2 separate regions of the Mus musculus genome follow, and region 1 is linked to region 2. The links are chromatin contacts, called in public HiChIP or PLAC-seq maps. All regions are on one chromosome and are shown on one strand. Each heading gives the region's core, a stretch centred on a gene start, on an enhancer-like site or on the middle of the called end of the contact. The rest is flanking DNA. Distances are from core to core; before and after follow the strand shown.

Region 1 (5,646 bases), core at 1,225-3,724, 280 kb before region 2:
ACGTGGGTTGTACCAGGCAGGGATGGAACTACTTAGCTCTTAGGAAACAGATAGTCCTAGCTGGACGTTTCCAGACCGAGTTGAGAGAAAAGACGATGGGGGTTGCGGGGACAGAAAGAGTAAAAAGCTGTTTCTCTAAGAATCTGGGATGGCCTCAAACTAGAGGACAAGAAACTATAACAACAAAAAAAAATGCCCCAGGCTTTAGGCCAGCTTACTGTGTCACTTTGTCCTTTTGGGAAAGCTGCTCAACCAGTCTAGTATATGGCCTGCTCAGGTGACAGGGGATAACTGGGGCGCATGGACACACATAGCAGTAGAGTGGACCCAAGGCAGAGCTCACTGGTTGTGGTTGTGTCTCTATGGCCCCTGCCCCATCGGTGCTGAGTTTCATCCTGGGATGGGAGGTAGCTTTTTGTTTCCTAAGTTTCTAGGCAAGGTTGGATTTCTTCCTCAGAGCCCAAGGTAGTTCTTGGGCTTCCTGCCAGCCATTGTGCCAAGAATCTCAGGGCTCTCTAGCAGGTCTTTTCCCAGTTAGAGGAAGGTCCTATGTACTACGGCTATGCCCATAGGAAGGCCCTTGACAGCCAAGCCCCGAGTCTACTCACAGTCTTTCTTCCTGTTGCGTTCTGACCCTGAACTTTAGGAGGGCAGGGCTGTGGCAGACTTTCTCCTTTGTATGTGCCTGACTTGAACTTGCCATGAGGATACATTCAACCAATAAAGAAATGGGATAGATAGATGGAGGTGTTAACCTGGTGGTAGAGTGTATGCCTAGTATGGGTGAGGCCTCTGGGCTCAATCCCTAGCATCACACACACACACACACACACACACACCCGAGGCAGGAGGGTAATCATAGAGTAACAGGAAGAGGTCATGAGCTTACACTCTATACTCCGGCAGCTGTGCACACACAGGGAGTGAGCCTTAAGTATTCCTTTAATTATCCCTTGATAGCCATTCCATAGGTTGATAAAATAGGATTTTAGGTATGTATATACTTTCCAAGTAAACATTATACTTCTGGGGCTGGAGAGATGGCTCAGTGGGTAAGAGCACTGACTGCTCTTCCAGAGGTCCTTAGTTCAATTGCCAGTAACCACATGGTGGCTCACAACCATCTGTAATGGGATCTGATGCCCTCTTCTGGTGTGTCTGAGGACAGCAACAGTGTATTCATATGCATAAAATAAATAAATCTTTAAAAAAATACACGTCCAGCATGCATATATATGTATATATATATATATATATATATATATATATATTCATCTTGAATTTATAAAAAGCAATGATGATTTTTCATTTACTATTACAATACAAATGTTTTTCTTCACTCAAAACTACTATGGACTATATGGTCTCTCTATATAGTTTGTTTTGCTTTTGAGATGAGATCTCTATGTGGTCCTGACTGTCCGGGAACGCCATATGTAGATCAGGCTCTGTCTCCCCAATGCTGGGATTAAAGGCATGTGCCACTATGCTCTGCTTTACACATAAAATCTTAATAGACTTTGTGTGTGTGTGTTTGTTGGCAGGGTAGCTCAGGTAGACCAGGCTGATTGTTGATCCTCCTTCCTGGACCTCCCAAGTCCTGGGATTATACGCATGTGCCACCACACCCAGTTTTTAATAGACTTTTTAAAGATCAGTTTTCAGTTCATAGCAAAATCGAATGAAAGGTGTCATTTCCCAAATACCCTATGACCTCACCCCATGAACACACACACACACACACACACTTTTCCAATGCACAAACCATTTGTGGTAAAACGAGGAAGGGAATAAGTTACAGGCCTGCTTAGGGAAAAGAGACGGGTTATTTTAAGGGAGAAGGAAGGGGGCTTGTGTCCTACAAGTGTGAACTGGCCAAGTAGACTTGGGATAAAGAATAACACAAAGTCTAGGCTCCAGAACACATCCTGATAAGGCATTGATGAGACCCAAGGAAGCTTTTCTCTTGAGGCTTTCCTGACTAGAGCGACAGAATCAGTCCCCTGCTTTATGAAGCTCACCGACAACAGAACTGAGTATGGACAGGAAACATTTTAGCATGGGTGGGACACCCAGCCTGCTGTAAGGAATAAGCAAACTACCTCATCTCTCAGACCTGAATTTTCTCATTTGAGTAAGATAGGATTTCTATAACCTCTTGTTATATCTGCAGAGATAAAATAATATCTGTAGTCTGATGCCATCTCTTGCACTTCTGGGCCGAGGAAAGGAAATTCTGAAGTCAGAGCTCCACAGGCTGAGGTGGCATTTTGGAAGGGGAGCGGTACAAATCTCCTACGTAGGAGACAGAATGATCACTCAGTGCGGCCAGGAAACACAGGAAGGCGTTTGCAGAAGCCGGTAGGAGTAGTGTCAGGTGCAGACCTTTCCCAGCAGCACCGCAGGCCCTCCCGGCACCTTTCTTGTCCTGTCCCCGCATGCCCACCAGGGGGCGGCCGGGCCCTCCAGCCGCTTCTCCCGCAGCGGCCTGGGCGGCGGAGACCGGCAGGAGCCAAGGCCTTTCCACGGTTCCCAGACTGTGCAGACGTTAACTCATCCCTGCCTGGAGCAGAGGAGAGGCCTGCCTCCACCCTTCCTTCTCTCCAGGGAGGCTGGGTTGGCAACGGGCTCCGGGGGCGGCTGGTAGGCTGCCAGGCCAGCCGGGGATACGGGCCCGCACCCCGCTCCTCTGCTGGGCTGCGGGGACTTGGGCGCCGCCGAGCACGAGCAGCCCGCTCGCGGCCAGTCCCCGGCCGCAGCTTCCGGGGGGTGGGGGACGGAGGCAGGGCGGGGTTCGAGCCGGCATCTTATCTCTGGCGCCTGGGCTGGGCATCCGTTTCCCCAGAACACCTGGGGCCAGTGGGCGGAGGACACCTTGGTCCCCGGGATGGCCACGTCGGCCTGCGGGCCGGGCGGCGACCCGGGCGCTTGCCGGCGACTTAGCCCGGGCTAAGTGACTCAGATCACCTTGTTGTTTAATTACACAGTCCCGGGGCCGCCAAGTGCGATAGGAGCCCTTTGAACGTGCCAATTAGAGATGAAATATCACCTTCTAATTCGAACCGGCTTAATTCCGTCACGTAGAAATAGCAACAGCCCGGGGCTCGGAGATGGGATATCAGGTTTCTTACGGCATTTGGAGCGTAGAGGGGCGAAGCAGGCAGGAGCTGAGAGGAGAGGGGACCGTGCTCCCCGCATGTCCTCTCCCTTCTCCTTCCCCCTCCCCAGGGATCTGCCCGGGCGAACCGCCCGGAAGAGAAAGTCCTCCTCCTGTTTGTAGCCCCAGCGGGTAGGAGGTAGGAACCTGGTCCAGGATTCCAGCCTTCCTCTCTGGGGCCTTGAGTAGGGGTTTGGAAAACGAAGGCGGTTCAGGAAAGCCTCGGATAGGAGGAAGAGAATGTCTGCCCTACCGAAGGAGCGGTTGGAGAGGGAGGCAAGGTGGGCGAGGGCGGGGTTTACTTGGAAGGAGCATGCTGGAGCCTGGTTCTGCATTCGGAGTGGTTTAGAGGAGCTGATTAGGGTGCGTTTCAGATAGGAAGCTTGCAAGCTGGCTGACCTCGAGTAGCCACTTAAGCTCTCCAGGTTGTCTGTAAAGTTGACTCGCAAGTACTCTGCCTCTTGCTATTACACAAACTCCTGTGCAACACTGTGAAAGCCAGTAGCTCTTGGCAGCCACTGTTGCAAAGAACCATCCGAGAGGCAGACACTTTTAGGAAAAAAAAAAGGCAGGTAAAATTGATTTAAATACATTTTTATTTAGCTCAGCATATGAAAATTTCTGAGTTTTTTGTGTTCTTTATTCAGGGTTTCTCAACTTGCTCTGTAGATCAGGTCTCTAGAGCTGGGATTAAAGGTGTGCACCACTGCACCTGACCTTTTAAAAAATATTTTATTTTATTGTGTGTACATTGGTGTTTTGCCTTTACGTGAGGGCGTCAGATCCCCTGGAATTGGAGTTACAGACAGTTGTAAGCTGCCACGAGGGGGTTGGGAATTGAACCTGGATCCCAGCTTGTGCTCTTAGCCACTGAGCCATCTCTCCAAAGCCATCTTTTCAGCCTCAAATGCGTGTGTGTGTGTGTGTGTGTGTGTGTGTGTGTGTGTGTGTGTGTGTACACTAGAACGCAGGTGCCTACATAGGCCAGAAGAAGGTGTGGAATCCATTGAAGCTTAAGTTTAAGGCAGTTATAAGCCATGAGACATGAGTGTTGGCAATCCAATTCCAGTCTTTTACTAGTACATGCTCTTAACCACTGGGACGTTTTTCCAGACACAGCTCAGTATATTAAAAATGGTTCAGAGCTGGACTCTATTCAGATGCATGCTAGCTATTTCAGAAGCTGAGAAATAAGGTCACTTGAGGCTAGCTGGGTAACACGTAGAGACCCGGCTCAACACACAAACAAGGGGCTGAAGAGGCAGACCCGTGGTTAAGAGCACTAGCTACTCTTCCACAGGACCCACAGCCAACTTACTCCAGTCCCAGAGAATCCAACACGCTTTTGGCTTCCCCTAGGTACTAGGCATGCATGAGGTACACAGACATACATGCAGGCAAACATCTGCACACATTAAATTTAAAAATAAATAAACAGCTTTAACATACAATCAATATAAGATAATTATTACTAAGATACTTTATATTCTTTTATTAAGTCTTCAGATTTTTAAACTGAATAGCACATCTCAATTTAGACTAACTGCCTTTCAGGTGCTTAGTACATAAGGCCATGGCTTGACGATCACACGGCTTTCATTCCTAATTCCTTTTAGAGCTAGGTGTGGAGGCACATGTCTGTAATCCCGCACTCAAGAGGCTGAGATACCAGGATCTCTGAATTGTTGAGGCCAACCTGGAATACAGAGTGAGTTCCAGACTAGCCTGGGCTATATGTCAAAAAACAAACAGCTTGGCTGGGCCTTTGATCTCAGCACTTGAGAGGCAAAGCCAAGCAGAACTCTGGGTTCCAGAATAGCATGATCAACAGAGTGAGTTCCAGGGACAGCCAGAGAAACCCTGTTTCCAAAAAAAAAAAAAAAAAGACCAGCACAGAGGATTGTGGCTTGTAAAACAAGAAGGAAACAAAGGATAGAAGAAATGAAATGAAAAGCAAAGAGAGAAAGACACAGCTTACACAGACTTATACAGAACCCTAAATCTTACAACAGAGGGATGAAGCTGCTTTGAAGTTCTGTGGGATCACCTCTCCCCACTCTCCTCTAACAGTACCCCTAAAGTCACCTTGTCCCTAGCATGTTGGGACTCTCTGGACAGTGGGAAGCCATGTAAGAATGTTGAGGTGGGTGAAAACACCCTGATTTTGTGACTTACAACTTTACAAAATGCTTGTGCTGTGTCCCTCCTAGGGGTTCCCACCACACCCATTGAGGTGGGCAGGATGTCATTCATTCTATCACCAGAAACAGGTTCAATTCCTGGTAATGTGACTTCAGAGAATCACAGCTCCCTGCCCACTGCCATCCAACAGGAAACCTGCTTTAGGGCTTTCCCTGTGACAGAAAGGCCTGGAGATGAACTTGATAGTTCATTCCAACCTGGGAATCCAGATGCACTGTCCTACCGTCCCCCCCCCCCTCTCTCTCTCTCACACACACACACACACACACACACACACACACACACAC
Region 2 (5,826 bases), core at 1,185-3,684:
GTAGTCAGTGCTCTTAACCACTGAGCCATCTCTCCAGCCCGACTCATGATTTTCTTATTCCTCCCTGCCTCATTCATTTATTCATTAATTCATCCATCCATCCATTCATTCATTTTCTCCCCCTCCCATTCCCTTTCCCTTTCCTTCCCTCCCTCCCACCTTCCTCCCTTCCCCCCCAACCCCCCTCTTTTTCCTGTGGTACTTGAGATCAAACTCAAAGAGTTGTTCATGGTAGGCAAGTGTTCCTCCACTAATTTATATCTCTAGTTCTTTGCTATTTCCAACACGCACAGGTAAGTTAATGGAATTGTCATGTGTGTCATTTATCTTGTTCAACCATTGTTAGCACACAGCCTGACTGAGATCTGATACCAGAGTGAAGAAGAGACAGTCTTGCATGGAAGTATCAGATTTCACTTGGCTGGAGTCAGCCCCTTTTTCTTTTAAGCAAGAGGACATGAGTTCAGATCCGTGGCCACTCATATAAAAGCTGCACATGGCCTGTGGGTAACCCTAGTGCTGTGAGAGCAGAGACGGACTGCTCCTGGGAGCTTACTGACCAGCCAGCTTACTTACCTAAGCAGAAAACTTGAGATTCAGTGAGAGACACTGTCTCAAAAAAATAAGGGAAGAGCAGTAGAGGATACTCAGTGTCTTTCTCTGGCTTGTTAATGTGATTTTACGCATGCGCGCGCGCGCGCACACACACACACACACACACACACACACACACACACACACACACACACACACACACACAGGAGTGTGTGAAAGTTCAGCCACTACAGGAAGCTAGGAGAGAATCTAGATCTCATGGAGTTGTATTGGTAAATGTCAAGGAAATCAGTAATACGGTCATTTATTGTATGTGAGGACTGGGAGAAGATACTGAAGATTTAGAGGGAAGAGATATAAAAGTTATTTCAAAAGGAATTATGTATGTGGGATCAGGATTGCCAGGAATTAATGGTAATGAATTTAAAACAAGACCACTTTTCAGCCTCCAGCCAGAGCCCAGTTTGTAGTCAGAGTAAGTAATGTTTCAATCTGTTTGATTCTTTACCAGTCAATAGGATCGATTTACTTACACCAGGTGCCATAGTTAATGGAGAAACAGTTTAAATGATGAGTTTATTTTTATGTGTTTATATATTCCATGAACAACTCTTTGAGTTTGATCTTGAGTGCCATAGGAAAAAGAAAAAAAGAAAGAAGAGAGGGAGGGAGGGGGAGAGGAAGAAATGAATGAACGAACGAATGAGGCAGGGAGGAATAAGAAAAAGGAAAAATTGTTTGTATTATAGAAAGATAGAGCTGGGCATAGTAGTATATCCTTGTAAACCCAGCCTTTGGGAGGTGGAGAGAAGGGCAGGATTCTAGGACATCTTGGATGTGTAGTAAGCTCAGGGCCAGCCTTGACTCATAAGATACCCCCCAATAAAGAAAAAAATGAAAACTATAGAAACAGTGATTTTCAATTATTACACTGAAGTGCTTGTACATTTTACAGAGAGCCTCACTTAACAAACAAACAAACAAACAAACAAACAAATCCCATGTTCTTTCCTTTTAGTTTGAGCCTTGTATGTTGGTTTTGAAATTGAGTTCAGAGGAGGAGAGAATCTATGGCTATTTAAAGGTAATATAATACAGTAATAAATCATGCCTATTCTTTAAAACTAAATTATTCTTTACATGGGGCAGGACTTACAGCATGGGAAATGAACATTGATCTAAAGATGTGCTGGTTTCATGCTTACTTTGTTTCTCTGAGTATTTTAAAATTAAAATTAAGTTTTAAATGTATTATCTTTATTATGTGAGTGTGTGCTATATGTGGTAGTGTGGGCCGTGGTGTGCCGTGGCGTGTGTAGAGGTCAGAGGGTGACTTTGAGAATCACTCCTCTCCTTCTACCCTGGTTTCAGAACTGAACTCAGGTTGTCTGTCAAGCGCCATTTCCCACTGAGTCACCTCGCTGTCCCTTTTCTCAGCCTTTAACTGAAGACTTTCTTGTGACTAATTTGATTTTCTTATAGTTTCTTATTTATTAATTTTATAGTTGAATAACCAACCTGCATGTTTGTGATCAGTAGTTTGTTTTTTAGCAGATATGAGAATATACTAATATATTAATTTTGAAATTTTATTTTTATCAGAAATTATGAGTCAAGGATCACAAGTTCACATTTTTTTGGGTGCTCCAGTTGCTCCACTGAAAACGACAGTATCACAGGGAACAGCTTCCTTAATGTCCACTGCCAACGCCTGGGAAAAAGTCCGACTCTTCTATAAACAGCATTCCTTGTATCTGAAGGCTGGAGATCAGGAGTTTAAAAATCTGGAAGACTGTCAAGTCCCCAAAGGTCTTGGCCCTCCAGGCCTTCTTAGTGGTGACGTTTTGACGACTTCTGTGAGGAGGTCTGCTCAGGTGGATGAGGACTTTAAACATTCTGCTTCCGAAGCACAGAGTGTGAAATCCCAGGTTAACCTGAGTGATATGACTAGTGGACAAATGTGTGGGCTTGGGGACGGAGTTCAGCATTTACCCGAAGAAGAAAAAGATCAAAAGCTTCAATGTAAAAATAAGAAAATTACAGATGAGCAGTCTAAAAATCAGTCAGATCCCTGCGTTCGGAACTTCCAAAGAGATTTGTTTGCGTTAGACCTTAAGTGTGCAGCGAAACTGGATCTGGGCTGTTGTACTGAACAGATGAGTACAGGGACAAAGCCAGAGCCGACAGGACATCGTGAAAGACAGAGTCAGGAGAGCTTCTCTGACACACGGTGTGAGCCACAGTCCGAGGGAGCAGTCAGGAAGGCCTCAGACCAGAGACTGTCTGCTGAAGCTGAATTTCTCAGCGTACTGACCTCCAGCCAACGGGCTTTTCTAGCTCAAGGGAATGATAAAGGTCAGGACTGTATAAATAAGAGCACTGTAAATATGGAGGCAGAACCAACAGGAAGTCAGGGAGTCAGACGAACTGAAGGGGATTTTAGTAAGCCTGGTGGAGATTTCGAAGAAGAATCTGAAAATGAGCAAAGCCAAGTGTATTCCCTGGAACTTTTTAGTCCTGTTTGTCCTGAATCAGAAAGCAGTCACAGTCACATAAACCCTGGAAAAAATCTTGAAAACACAAGCTCTCAAGAACTTTTCAGTAATGAAGAAAACCTGCCACCAAATGAGTTGTGTAGCTCCCATCCAAGTACCGCTAACAGGAGCTGGAGCTGTAAAGATGATTCCCACCATTCTAAAGCTCTTTCTGAAGTCCATCAGGTGTCCAAGAAGCCAAGGATGGATTCTAATATAAGAGAGGCAGCCAAAGCAGTGCCCCAGAGGGTCATGTCTGAATTAAAGGACAGTAAAAAAATATCATTAATAAAAAATTGTGATTCTAAAAATCAGAAGTATAACTGCTTAGTCATGGTGCTAACCCCATGTCATGTAAAGGAAATAACTATAAAATCTGGACCAAATTCTGGTTCTAAAGTGCCATTAGCAACGATTGTAGTTATTGATCAGTCAGAAATTAAGAAGAGGGTTGTTCTGTGGAGGACTGCAGCATTTGGGGCACTTACAGTGTTTCTTGGCGATATAATTTTACTTACAGGTAAGACCATTGAGGTATAGTGATAGCCTGTTTTATAAAGCTGTGTCTTCTGGTTATGATTTCCTTTGCCACTTATCTTCCCTGGGTGTGACTGACCTGCTGTAGCATGTGTGTTGTGCTTCCTCGGGCTTTAGGACCCCTCTTTGTTCTGTGATGCCTTCTCATCCATTTTCTCCTCTAAGAAGCCTGCCTTGGTTGGTTGTAATCATCCATCGTGTGTCAGTTGAAGTTCTATCACTGGGCTCCTTTATGCTGCCTTACAGCTGTGTTTGTGTCTGATTAACTCTCTTACTTTACTAGCAGTGTTATTAGGAAAGGGCAACATTTCTGCTACTTCACTCCAGTACATTAAACTATTCCTGAAGGAACGGACTCAAGATGCTGATGTTTAGTTTGTTGCTATTTTACTCAGCTGAGGACGGCCTTGCAGTCTTGTTTTTTTTTTTTTTTTTTCTTTCTCTCTTTCAGTTTTTTCTTTTTTTTTTTGGTTTTTTGAGACAGGGTTTCTCTGTGTAGCCCTGGCTGTCCTGGAACTCACTCTGTAGACCAGGCTGGCCTCGAACTCAGAAATATGCCTGCCTCTGCCTCCCAAGTGCTGGGATTAAAGGCATGCGCCATTACGCCCAGCGGTATGTGTTTTAAGACAGGATCCTAGTATGTGGGGGAAATCAGTTCTGCTTCAGCCTCCCTTTGCTGTGATTTATATACATGTCCCACCACACTGGACTAAAATCTTTAATATTTTTTTACTTGTTCTTAGTTAATTTAGAATCAATACAGTAGCATGGCTCAGGCCTGTAATCCCAGCACTTAAGAGGCAGGGCCAAGAGGTTCTGGAGTTGAAGGCTAGCATCAGCTATAAAGAAGTTTGAGGCTAGCTTAGCTACACGAGACCCTGTCTCATGCAAACAAAATATAATATAAAACCAATACAGTGTTAGTAAAGCTAGAAGAAGTTAGTTAATCTTACTAACTTAGCTAAGAAAGGATGTGATGGAGCTAGGCTTTGTTAGCCTCAGCTGAGAAAATGAAAATTGCGGTTCATACAATATCAAGTTGTTTGCAGGGAGCTGATTCCTTTAATTAATGTGTCTTGGAGCGTTCTCTTTGGATTGTTAGGAACAATCTTTATGGAACGTAAATGCAAGATTATAACAAACAGACTTAACAAAGCACTTTTTATATGTTGTTCTATTATTGTTGGAGAGTTAGTTTATCTAACTCATACTCTGACTTAGTACTTTCAGAATTCCTCTTTGCTTGTAATATGGCTTCCCAACTATAGATCTATTTATAAGATGAGAACATACTGTAAGTACTGTTTCTTTGGCAAATACTACCTCACTGTAAATAAAAATAAAAGTTCTGGTTTTCTTGTCATATTAACCCATTTAATGTGAACTTATTCCCCAGAGCTAAGACTATTTTTGGAGTATCAAAGAAGTTTCCCAACAGTAAAGAGGTGAATCGACCCGTACTGTAGTCACTTTTAGTTAAGGACATTCTACCTCAAGATCATTCACCATGATTGAAACAAAACAAATAACCCTCCCCAAACAACAAAAACCCCAAACCAACCAACCGACCAGACAAACATAAACAAGAAAAGAAAAGAAAATGTCTAGTTTGTTTGTGATCTTCTTGGAGGCCTTTTCTAGGCACATAGAAACAGTCCTGCTACCTCTCTGGTTTTTCCTAACATCCCTAATGTTGTTTACAACTAGGTAAGATCAAGTGACTGCTGGAATCTATTTACCCATTTTTCTACTATAAGACAATTAAATTACTTTTATGAATGCCTTTAAAAAGGTATCTTTGTTGGCGCTGTATTATTTCTTTAAAAAAACAAAAAACAAATATCGAAGTCTGTGTGTAGTGGCACATGCCTTTAATCCCAGCACTCAGGAGATAGAAGCAGGTTGATTCCTGTGTGAGTTCTGGATCTTCAGAGTGAGTTCCAGGACAGCCAGAGCTACAGCCAGAGATACACCCTGTCTCAAAAACAAAAAACAAAACAAATACTCTCCCCCAAACAACAAAAACCCCAAACCAGACAAACAAAGAAAAGAAAACATCTAGTTTGTTGTTTTCTTCTTGTGGAACAAATGGGAAATTTGTGAGGGAAAAAAAGCTATACTTTTATATTGTCATATCTTTAGCAGTGAATTATATTCACATAGAAATTTATGAGTGACATCCATTTTTAATTGATAGCAT

Evidence for each region. HiChIP or PLAC-seq counts read pairs in DNA pulled down with a chosen protein or histone mark.
Region 1: a contact with region 2 is called in an H3K27ac HiChIP or PLAC-seq map of embryonic stem cells, with 5 read pairs. The contact joins two enhancer-like sites. A contact is called at or near these places in 5 of 484 Hi-C or Micro-C datasets (cardiomyocytes, muscle stem cells, nephron progenitors and 1 more) and 5 of 115 datasets of contacts at active chromatin or transcription factors (embryonic basal ganglia, embryonic forebrain, embryonic limb bud and 1 more).

The regions. Positions count from the first base shown.
Region 1 is chr14:34,546,384-34,552,029 of GRCm38.p6, reverse strand. All of the region lies in intron 10 of Ldb3 (LIM domain binding 3), which reads left to right. Among named protein-coding and RNA genes, the nearest start is that of 9230112D13Rik, 26 kb to the right of the region's middle. Within about 2 kb of position 2,474, at least 292 of the 459 cell types and tissues checked have an H3K27ac peak or open chromatin away from gene starts, as enhancers often do. A contact at or near this core is called in embryonic stem cells, where this site is marked.
Region 2 is chr14:34,265,284-34,271,109 of GRCm38.p6, reverse strand. Shld2 (shieldin complex subunit 2) reads left to right here. Exons shown (of 10, transcript NM_001360074.1): 3 at 2,158-3,609. The coding sequence starts at 2,163. Among named protein-coding and RNA genes, the nearest start is that of Shld2, 42 kb to the left of the region's middle. Within about 2 kb of position 2,434, at least 11 of the 459 cell types and tissues checked have an H3K27ac peak or open chromatin away from gene starts, as enhancers often do. A contact at or near this core is called in embryonic stem cells, where this site is marked.